Linked DNA regions of Sus scrofa: region 2 is linked to region 1. A link is a contact called in public Hi-C data. All regions are on one chromosome and are shown on one strand. Each heading gives the region's core, a stretch centred on a gene start, on an enhancer-like site or on the middle of the called end of the contact. The rest is flanking DNA. Distances are from core to core; before and after follow the strand shown. Region 1 overlaps GAREM1 (GRB2-associated and regulator of MAPK protein 1). Region 2 holds the start of GAREM1 (GRB2-associated and regulator of MAPK protein 1).

Region 1 (5,692 bases), core at 1,615-4,114:
CATTCAAATTGTTCCAGCTTTGGCTGTATGGAGTTCTCATGGCAGCTTCTGTGTTCATCATCGTGCTTCATCTTTTCCTAAAAGCACCTCCCTTTTTTCTGACACCACAACACATTCTAGGCTCATTTTCTCTTTTCCCTGCCTCGCTTTGGAATCAACCACTTCTCCAAGGAGCCCTGATTCCTTTTTTTTTTTAACCCAGGGCCACACCCGCTGCATATGGAGGTTCCCAGGCTAGGGGTCAAATCGGAGCTACATCTACAGCCACAGCAATGCTAGAACCAAGCCACGTCTGTGGCCTACCATGGCAACTCCGGATCCTTAACCCACCAAACGAGGCCAGGGATTGAACCGGCATACTCAAGGATCCTAATGGGGTTCGTTAACCACTGAGCCACGAAGGGAACTCCCGTTTTGGGGAGAATTGATATTCTTAACTATAATGAGTCTTCCGATCCATTAACTTGCTCTGTCTCTCCATTTTTTTTTAACGTCTTCTTTTGATTTCTTTCAAAGGTTTTACAGTTTTCAGCCTACAGAAATATATCTGTACATGTTTTGTTAGAGGTATACTTTCTTTTCTTTTACAAATTGTAAATGATGTTATATTGGAAACAGAATAGATATCCTTGCCTTGTTCTCAATCTTAGGGGGAAAATATTCATTCTTTACCATGGTGTGTGGTGTTAGCTTTGGGCTTTTTTGTTTTGTAGATGTCCTCTATCAAATTAGAAAGATTCATTCTCTTCTGAATTTGCTGAAGTTTTTATCATGAGTGGGTGTTGTATTTTGTGAAATGCTTTTTCTATATCAACTGCGATGATCATGTGTAGGTTGTGTTTTTAATCTATCAATGTGATGAATTACATTAGTTGGCTTCAAATACTAATCTCACCATGAATTGTCAGGATAAACTCCAGTTGGAATTGGTGTATTACTATTAAAGTTAATATTTAGTTGAGGGTTTTTATCTTTTGTTGAGGCTGATGAGGGATATTGGTGTAATATTCTTTTCTACTATCTTTGGTTCTGTATTCATGGTAATTCTGACCCCATAGAATGAGTTTGGAAATATTCTCATCTTTCCTGTGTTCCAGAAGGGATTATAGAATTGGTGTTATTTCTTCTTTAAATATCCGCAAATGATCTGGGCTTTGGGATTTCTTTGTGTGAAATGTTTTCTAACTACAAATTTAATTCCTTTAGTAGAAGACTGCTTAGATTGTCTGTTTTTTTCTTTCAGTGATTTTTGGTCGTTTGTCATTTCGAGAAATTTTCCCCTTTTAGCTAAATTGTCGAATTTGCATGTTTAGAGTTGTTCTTCCATGTTACTTTGTTTTCCTTTTCATGCTTGCTGGTTTTTCTTGATAGCCCCTCTTTTCTGATGTTGATAATTTTTCTCTCTCTTTGTTCTTTGTTAGTCTGGCTAGAGATTATCAATTTTATTGATCTTTTCAAAGAACTTAGCTTTCTTTGGGTTTGATTGATTTTTCTCTGTATTTCTGTTTTAAATTTCATTGATTTCTGCTTTCATTTCCTTCCTCTTTTTAACTTTTTAAATTCTATTTCTGCTCTTATTTCCTTCCTTCTGATTACTTGGGGTTTGTCTTGCTCTGCTTTTTCTAGTTTCTTAAGGTCGAAGCTTAGATTGTTGACTTGAGAATTTCTACTTTTATAACTATTTTGTGTTATAAGTATCCTCCTGATCGCTGCTTTGTTAGCATCCATCATACATTGAAAATCCCGAAAGACATTGTTATAATTTTTGCTTTTATCAACCATGCGCATTTCATAGAAATTACGAGAAGAATAGTATATTATATTTCCCCAGATATTTACCATCTCTGTTGCTTCCTTTCTTTCTGGTACTATTTCTCTTTCTTGAAGAATTTTCTTTAGGTTTTGTCTTTGTTTGTTTTGAGTAAATCTTCTGGCAAATGAATTTTCTCTTAGTTTTTCTTTGTCTGAAAATGTCTTTATTTCACCTTCATTTGCTTAAGGGTATTTTCATTGGCTGTAGAAATGCACTGGATGGCAATTCTTTTCTTTCAGGACTTGAAACATGTTCTGCTTCTTTCTGGCCTCCATGATTTCTGATGAAAAGTTAGCAGTTACTTCAATCATTGTTTTGCTAGGCAGTGGGTCACTATATATACTTGGTCTGCTTTCATGATTTTTGTCTTTGTCTTTAGTGTTTTGCTGTTTGATAGAATGTGTAAGAGAATGGATTTCTTTGAGCTTATTTGGTGTGGTATTAGCTGAGACTTTAGAATCTGTACATTTCTATCTACTGGATTTCAAAGCTTTGGCCATTATTTTTTCAAACACTTCTTTTTTCAGCACATTTTCCTTCTCTTCTCCTTCTGGAACTCTGAGGACGTGAATATTAAGACCTTTTGGTATATTCTCACTGGATCCTGAAGACCTGTTTTGTTTTTGTTTTTTGTGCCTCTTCCCCCCTTCTCATGGGATAATTTCTATTAATTTATCTACAGATTTTCTGACATTTTCCTCTCATATCCATTTTGCTCTAGAATCTATCAGTTAATATTTCATTTTAGTTATTGTATTTTTCAGGTCTAATATTTACATTTGCTCCTTTGTATTTTCTGGTTTGTGGGAGAGACTTTTTGTCTGTTTCGTGAGTGCTCACTGTTACTTTTTAAACCATAGTTTTAACAACTGTTTTAAAGTCTTTGTCTTATAATTCTGGTGTTTGGGTTGCTATCTGTCTTTCCCTTCCAAATTGCTATTTTCCTGACCATTGGTATGCCATGTAATTTTAGTTTTTAATCAGGACATGTTGAATGTTCTGTTATGAAACTCAAAGTCTTGACGTCTTGTTTAAATTTTAAGCATAAAATTGATTTTGGTTTTGCTTGTGTTAGCAGGCATTCAACAGGTTAGGGTCAGGTTAACAAGTTTCAGCCTGCCTTTGTGGGCTGTGGTTCCAGTGTCAGTTCAATTTTCACAGCCTTTACAGGGCTAATTGGATGTGACTTCCTTGTGCCTCACCCTGTAGCCAGTCCGGGCCCAGACACTGATCTAGGCTGGAGTCAGTGCTCAGGGCATTTGGTAGGTTGTTGAAGGTCAGAACCATGTGCAGCTCAGGGGTGAGCCCAGGAGTCCTGTACGACTTTATGAAATTTCTCTCCCAATCTCCCTTCTCTTTGTGATCCCACTGGCATTTTCTGACTCCTTAGGGCCCCCTTCCTAGTCCTCTAGCCAAGAAGTCAAAGCTTTAGTTTTTCCCCCTCTGTCTTGCACTTCCTGCAATTGCATCTGTGTCCAGGGTGGTGTTGCAAGAGGACAGAGAGATAAAAAACAACAATGATTTGCTCATCCTTTGGGGACCACTTCTCTGGCCAGAGAGAACTCCCCTCCTCAGAGTTTTAGGGGACCCGCCCTGCTCCTGACACCACTGCCACTGTACTGCTTGAAGACTCTGGTGTTTTGCTCTGCCAGGTTCTTGTCCCCCTTCTCCAGTCTGCCTGCTACCATTTGCTTTCCAAAGTTCTCAAGAGTCCTGCTCCCTGCATTCTGTCCAGGGTTTGCAGTTGCACTGAGTGATGAGACAGTGACATTTCTTATTCTATTTTATCTGGAATCTCAAAATAATCTGTATAGGCTGTGGCTCTCCTGAGGGTGCCAGGCAGGCTGCCCCTTGCTTTCAGTGTATTCACTTAGTTGTTCAACCCGACTGTGTATCTTTTGGGGGTGGGGAGATAGAGAAGTTTCTGAACCTACAGCCCTGCGAGAAGTTTACCAGTTAGTGTACATCGTTTGTTTACAGATCTTTTATTCTTTAACCCGACAATATCAAGTCAAAAACATGTTTTTCAAAGCTACTAGGTTCACCTCTTTCCATTCATGTATGCACCTTTCATTTGAAGCATAGGCAGATTCATTAGGTAAGACCATGTGTTAAAGGTCAGGTTTCACTTTTTTAAGATACCTGCAATTGCAGCACACTCTAACGTGATTGTCTTTGGTCTGTTTTCTGGGTCTGAACACATGCAGAGTGGTGCTTTAATGTCCGTTGTCTCTTCCAGTTACCACCCTGCCTCACTTTGATTTCACTCAGCAGTGCTGCTGTCCATTCTCAGGGCAGCGCTGTGGTACATACTGGCATGTAAACAGTATTCTAGGACTTGATTGGTGATTGTGCTGTGACGTTTGACTTATATGTGTATGCTAACAGAAAAGGACAAGGCTTCTTAAAACTTCCTGTGACATCATTGTATTTCAGAGTTCAAATGCAGATATGGTGATGTGCTGTTGGAAGCCAAATTGTTGCTATATCTTGTCCCTCCCTTTCATCTTACTGGATTGTCTGTGATGAACCATGATTTCTGGTCTTTTGTTGAATGGTGTTAACCAATATTTATGGAAGAAAGGGGTCAAGGATTTAGCTGTTTTCCCCCCTTTTTACATGTATCCTCTAGGCCAGTGGCAGTAAAGATTAAAGAATGTCATTCTTTCCCTGCACCAGGAAGGGGTGAGCTAAACAGGCTCTTTTTAGAATTAAAGCCCACCTCTGTCTGGATTCATGCTTTTCATTAAAGAAGTAAAGCGTCCTTTATCCGTGTAGATTAAAATGTTGTCAAGAACCCAGGCCGGAAACACAGCCGGCGAACTAAAGTGCTCTCTGGCTTCTCTCAGCTTGAGATCACTTTTAGAATTTGACAGTACTGTGTTGTGAGGCTCAAAACTATCTTGGCAGCACCAGAATTCAGAGTGGCATGCAGGCTCTCCTTGTGAGGTGACCATGGCTACCTTTGCAGAAGGGATTTGTTTTGTTAGGAAAGGTTGAGGCTTGATTATTGAGTGCTGATAACAGTGGTGCTGGGAGGTGGCCATTGTGATCCAGAATGCTGACATTCTTTTATGCACTATTTATATTTGATCCTCATGATAGAAATAATCCTAAGTGGTAAATCATTAGTGTCAAAGTCACTAAAATGATTTAGAATATCCCCGGGGAGATTTAAAAGGAGTAAATATCTAATAGCTGGTATTAGAATAATGTATGGTGCAAATTGCTTAACAGTGAAGACAGATTTGAATAGGGGCACTTCCCCTTTGATGGAAGTCATAAGCGGCAATATGGGTGGAAGGTTAGATTTCTCCGAAACTGACCTTGTCCTTTTTCTTCCTAGTAAAGAGAAGTGATGGCTACAGTCTTTGTTTTTAGGGAATTATCTTTTTAGGGAAAGGACAGTACACAGAGAAACATAAAATTCATTCCATAAATGCTTTTTTTTTTTTTCCGGTCTTTTGTCTTTTTAGGGCCACACCCACAGCATATCGAGGTTCCCAGGCTAGGGGTCAAGTTGGAGTTGTAGCTGCCAGCCTACGCCACAGCCATAGCAATGCTAGATCCAAGCCGTGTCTGCGACCTGCACCACAGCTCATGGCAACGCTGGATCCTTAACCCACTGAGCGAGGCCAGGGATCCAACCTGAATCCTCATGGATTCTAGTTGGGTTCGTTAACCACTGAGACATGACAGGAACTCCCATAAATGCTTTTGAAGATGTAAACTTTTGCTAGGGCTTTGCAAATAAAACAAACAACAAATGAAAACAAACTCAAACTGTTTAATCAGAAAAGAATACTGGAATATCATAAAATCCAAGGGTAAGAACGTGCCAAAGGATGAAAGAAAGAACTGAAAAGATGGAGCCTGATC
Region 2 (5,692 bases), core at 1,454-3,953, 41 kb before region 1:
CACTGAATTGTGCTTTACAGAAAATTTTTCTTAGAACTACAAAGTCTTATTTTGCCCCTGTACCCAGTTATGATGTTTTTATATACATGGTTTGCATTGGCCCAACAATCTGAAAAAGCACACTTCTCCTATCATGTGCTGTTTGGCCAGACTGAAACATTACCTTTCTCAACTAATTTTTTTTCCCTATAGTTTAACCAAAACTCTCTCTGTCTTACAAATAAGATCTTTTTGAAAGGTCTGTCTTTCTGCCAGATCCTGGACAGGAAATGTACATAAGAATTTGTGGGAGTTCCTACTGTGGCTCACTGGAAACGAATCTGACAGTATCCATGCCGATTCAGGTTCTGATCCCTGGCCTTTGCTCAGTGGGTTAAAGATCAGGCGTTGCTGTGAGCTGCAGTTTAGCCTGCAGATGAGGCTTGGATCTGGCGTGGCTGTGGCTGTGGCATATCTGAATCGACCCCTAGCCTGGGAATGACCATATGCCACACACAGGTGCGGCTTTAAAAAAGCAAAAAAAAAAAAGAATTTGTAGCTCATTAAAATTTTTTCCCTTTCATACTCAGAACTGAAAACCCTTCTGCAAGGTCAGCAATAAGAGCAAATCTAATGTAAATCTTTACTGATTTAAAAAAAGATGATTGCATTAATCTTACTTTTTCTCTTGTCTTTAGGTCATAAGTCACCAATCTTTTTGAGAGGGAACTACTTTTCCTATTCCCTGAAGCTTGTAAAGAGGATATAACAGTAGCATAAAGTTATTTTTTCAATCAATCTACCATATAAGGCTCAGGATCTACCAACTGGTGGAAGGAACCCTGACCCTACTCATTCTTAAATGTTGTATCATTTTTGGAGTCTGCGCTCTATTTCCAGAAATGATTAAGTATTAAAGTAGAAAAAAAATTAGCTGGCACTTAGTCCCTTATAATTAAAAAAAAAATCTCCTTCTGTGGCAAAACTTGGAACTTTATGGATGTGTGATTGAGTCAAACGTACACGAACAGCTTTCCCACTTTTTTTTCAAGACTCTCCCAAAAACTTAACATCAATGACACAAAGGTCAAAGTTTTCAGCAAAAGAATTTTGTGAGAATTATTGCCAGTGCTTCTAAGTGAAAGGGCAGGGAAATTGGGAGTGGAGGAATTTCTGTGTTTTTCTTCAATTGCTGTAGAGAGGTTTATTCATTGCCACAGCCCTAAGCCAGAGCACTGAGAGGCTGGTGCATGTTTTCAAGTCCCCTTGGGCAGGTCAAGCAGATGCTTGTTCTGGCTCATTATGCACCAAACACTGAATATGTGGTGAAAAATATTAAGAATTGATAGGCAACCTCTTCATCTGGCAACTGCTCACCTGTTTCCGGGTAAAGTAACGCTAAAAAAAGAGATTAGCACAGAAAAGTCAGTAAGTGCCTAAAGAAACAGGAATCTCACTCACAGTCACCTTTACATTCTGAACTCTCTCTGCAAGTGGGCAGGCCTTACTCAATACTGGGGAAAATAAAATAGTTATCATGAAAAGCAGACAGAAGGTTTGAATCCTGGCAAGACTGTCTACAAGTTATATAATCTTGCCAAACTCCCTAAATTCTTGGTACGCATATAATTATCACCGGAATTATTCCAACCTTTTAAGGTTGGGAGAGAAATAACTGAGAAAAGCATGTGACAAAAACTGGTGTCCCAGGAACCCCTGGCGTGTCTCTGGCTGTTGGTGGCCTCATCTTCCGCAGTCTCCAGCAGCTGTCCATACAATGAAGGTACTAAATCGAGTCACCTTCCCTTATGTGGGCACTGATTATTCATTACCTTTCTGCTTCTCGGTGCTTCGGCCTTTGTCTTTCTGCCTAGCAGCCAAAGTCCAGACTGGATGGAATAACTTCAGCTGCTTTTTTGTAAACTTGTAGGGTTGGCGGGAGGCGGCGGACGGGGGTCGGGGGGCAAGGAATGCTCCCCGCCTGCCCTTCCCAGCTCTGTCCGCGGCACTCTCAAGAGATGGACACCAAACAGATCACTTTTGTGCCCTGGAGTAGCAACTCCGGTACCAGGGTGGACTGGAGAAGTGCCTGACAACGCCTAGGAAAGATTCCTAAGTTCGCTGCGTTCCTCCAGGTCGCCCCACAAGAAGGCACAGCGCAGCGAAGGAGTCCGGGCGCGCGGTGGCGCCGGGCAAGGCTGCAGGGCGCCCGAGCGGTCGGACGGGGGAGCGAGAGCTAAAGCTTGCGGAGCTTCTCGAGCGGCCGGGGCCGCGGCGGGACCCGGGAGCCGTTGCCAAGCTGAGCTCGCCGGACCGCGAGAGGCGGAGGCCGCGCCGGAGGCGGGGCCAGACGGGGCGGGGCGGGGCGGGAGGCGCCGGGGAGGCGGGGGCGGGGGCGGTGTCTCCCAGAGCTGCGCAGGCGTTGCTCGCACCTTGTTGATTAGTCAGTGCTGGGAGCGCTGCTATGGCGTTTCTCAGACCCGCGGCTCCTCCTCACACACTCGAGGCGGAGGGAAGGAGGGGTAAGAGGAGGAGGAGGCGAGCGGGCGGCCGCCGCAGCTGCAGACCCGGGGCCAGAGAAGGAGGCGGAGCGGGAGCCGCCGCAGCTACCCCGGCCGCCGCCGCCCGCCGCCGTGGGGCTGCTGCGAGTCCTCTCCGGGCTTGAGGGCACGCGGGGCGCCCCAGCCATGCCCCGCAGCGGCAGCTGAGCCGGCCGCGGGCCCCCTCCTTCCCTCCCGGCCGCCGCGCCCCCGGTCAGCCCGCGGCGGGAGTGCCCGGCGCCCCCCGCGCGCCCCAGACCACGAGCGCGAGCAGCGGCGGCCGCCGAGGTGGTGCCGGCGGCGGCGGGAGCGCGGGGCCGGAGGAGGCGGGGAAGATGGACCCGGCGCCCTCGTTGGGTTGCAGCCTCAAGGATGTGAAGTGGAGCTCGGTGGCCGTTCCGCTCGACCTGCTGGTCAGCACTTACCGGCTGCCCCAGATCGCGCGGCTGGACAGCGGTGAGTCCCCGCCCGCGGACCGCAGTCTCGGCGCGGCTGTGCGCGCGTGTAGCTCGGGAGGGTGGGACCCGGTGGGAGTGGGCTGCCCACCCCTGTAGCGTTGGACTTGGACAGAGCGGCTGCCGCAGCCTGGCGCGTTGCTCTGAACTCCCCCCCCCCCCCGCCCCAGCAACCTCTGGAGATGTGAAAATCACAGCCCTTGCAGTGTAATTAAAAAGGACGCAAAAAAAAAAAAAAAAAAAAAAAAAAGTAAGGAAACCTCTGCAGATAGTAATCTTGGAGGCGAGCTGTCCCTCCCCTCCAGCCTGTAGGAATTACTCAACCTGGAAAACCCTGAAGAGTTGTCTTAGACAACTTTCTTACAAAATAATTGTGCTTTGGGTGGCATCTTTATTTTGGATGCTCTCCTCCCCCTTCCCCTCCCCCACAAGAAGCAGATTTTAGGGGAAAAGCTCCTGGGTGACCAATGAAAGGGATCACATTTCTTGGAGACCTTTCATTACGGCTTGTCTGTTTGGTTTCACTGAACTGAAAGTAATTTAGGGCTGTGTGTAGAAAATGTTTTTAGTGGAAGTGATGGTATGCTTAAGGTTAATTATTAGCGCATTTCGAGCCTGGAAAAAATTGAAACCTATATTGACTTGGAACCTGAGCTCAGAACTAAGAAATGCTTGTTTCCTCAAATTGTCAACCAGAAACCAATCAAACGTCTCCCAGCTGTTTGTTCTGCAGGGTGACATCTGCAAACAAGTAGATAGATGTGCATACTGTCAAGCAAGTATATACCTTTCAGTTTGAGAGTTGTGACATACAAGGTGGCAATTTAGGTGTGTTTTGTCTTTTGTGTTTTCATGATAACTTCCGTTGATTTTGGCTTCATAGGATTTCAGAACGTTGGCAGAAACAAGCTGCTGCCGGGCTGCTCGAAGCACCTGGACCCAGGCTGGCAGACAGGCAGATAGAGCTCTGATCACACAGGCCAAGTCAGGAGAGCACTGAGCAGGAAGATGTCATTTCAAGTCACAAGGACTTGGGTTACTCCTTTTCTGGAGTACTGTGTGTGTAACATGAGACATATAACCGTCCAAAGGCATTTTTGTTCCCTTTCTTATCTGTGGGGTTAGTTAGATTAGACATTTGAAGTACTGATTTGAAAAATAAAGGCAAGCAAGAAAGTTCATGAAAGCTGGAAAACAGCCTTGGCATGCTTGCTGGCCTTGTTTAGTTGCTGGTGGTAAGGGTGGGCATTGAGAATAAATTAGGAGTTTTAAAACTAGTAATGAAGTGCAGATGAATTCAGGGAAGGGTAGGTGGTGTGTGGAAGCATTTCTGCTTAGAGTGGGGTGCTTTAAATCTGTATCTGTGGATCTAAATCAGAGAGTGTGTGTGTGTACTCAGTATTTCATTTACTCTTTTGCTGTGCAAAATTTTGTGTTTTGGAAGGTTATGAGTCCTCACCTTTTCTGATGGTCTCTCATTTCCTCACCCTCCAACGAAACTTCCTAACCAGGCAGGGAACATTAATGCGTGTGGCGTAAAAGTCACACCGAGGTTTCATTAAACTGAAAGTTTCAAAGAGGCTGAATATCACTTGCAGACATTACTTTGAGCTTTATTATCCACTTTCCTATCCCGGCCATTCATAAAAAGGATCTGAATCAGCAGTGTACTCATCCCACACTTCTTTTTAAAATTAGGACGTGGGTAGCAAGTCTTAACACTGTGTCCTTTCAAGCTGTAAAATGGATTTTGATCACTATATGTGTAATTCCAGTTATTTCTTGTAAATTTTCTCTTATTACCACTTGAGAATCACAGTGCCATACACAGATTTGGAATCATAGTCAAATACTGCTTTATACCTGTTTCTTTCTTTCTTTCTTTTTTATTTAATGATTTTTATTTTTTCCATTATAGCTGGTTTACAGTGTTCTGTTAATTTTCTACTGTACAGCAAGGGACCCAGTCTACCTTGTTTCTTTAACTTACTCCCATCTTATTTAATTTTTTTTTTAATAGCTGCATGATATTCCATGGCATGATGGCTGTACCACATACCTAGTCCCCTGCAGTGGACATCAGGCTGCTTCATTTTTAATTATTATTAAGTTGTGATATAGTGAATACTCTTGCACATAAATCTGTTTGTTTGGGTTAGGATATAACCTGCTGCATAAGCATGTAATTCCTTTTTAAGCCCTTGATACACATTGTCAAATTGCTTTAGAGACTAAAGATTATACTTATTTATACTCAAATGAGAATTGTGGGAGTACCGGTTTCCCCGACAGCCTTAAAATACTAAGTACCTTACAAACAAACAACCAAACCAAAAAACAAAACCAAAAAAACTTTGCTAATTTCATGAGGGGAAAGTGTTAGATTACCAACTAAATTTGGATAGACTTTAAAAGAGTTGATCATAGCTTCCATACTTACTTTTTAAAATGTTTCACAGTGGCATTTCTGTCCTGGCTCAGCGGTTAATGAACCTGACTAGCATCCATGAGGATGTGGATTCGATCCCTGGCCTTGTTCAGTGGGTTAAGGATCCAGTGTTGCGGGTGAACTGTGATGTAGGTCACAGCCTCAGCTCAGATCCCATGTTGCTGTGGTGTAGGCCGGCAACTACAGCTCCGATTTGACCCCTAGCCTGGGAACTTCCATATGCTGCTGTGGCCCTAAATGACAAATAAATAAATAAAATGTTTCGCAGG

Evidence for each region. A called contact is a pair of places that touch in the nucleus more often than the background predicts.
Region 2: a Hi-C map of liver shows a contact between it and region 1, with 1.8 times the contacts expected there. The contact joins the promoter of GAREM1 here to the enhancer-like site in region 1. A contact is called at or near these places in 1 of 5 promoter capture datasets (liver), 3 of 47 Hi-C or Micro-C datasets (heart right ventricle and liver) and 1 of 2 datasets of contacts at active chromatin or transcription factors (skeletal muscle).

Annotation. Positions count from the first base shown.
Region 1 is chr6:116,280,938-116,286,629 of Sscrofa11.1, reverse strand. The region is part of intron 1 of GAREM1 (GRB2-associated and regulator of MAPK protein 1); the gene reads left to right. Among named protein-coding and RNA genes, the nearest start is that of GAREM1, 41 kb to the left of the region's middle. Within about 2 kb of position 2,864, at least 7 of the 83 cell types and tissues checked have an H3K27ac peak or open chromatin away from gene starts, as enhancers often do. A contact at or near this core is called in liver, where this site is marked.
Region 2 is chr6:116,321,864-116,327,555 of Sscrofa11.1, reverse strand. It overlaps GAREM1 (GRB2-associated and regulator of MAPK protein 1), which reads left to right and starts at 2,703. Exons shown (of 6, transcript XM_003482054.4): 1 at 2,703-2,975. The coding sequence starts at 2,855. It overlaps LOC102163160 (a long non-coding RNA gene), which reads right to left and starts at 2,319. Exons shown (of 3, transcript XR_298647.3): 1 at 1,812-2,319.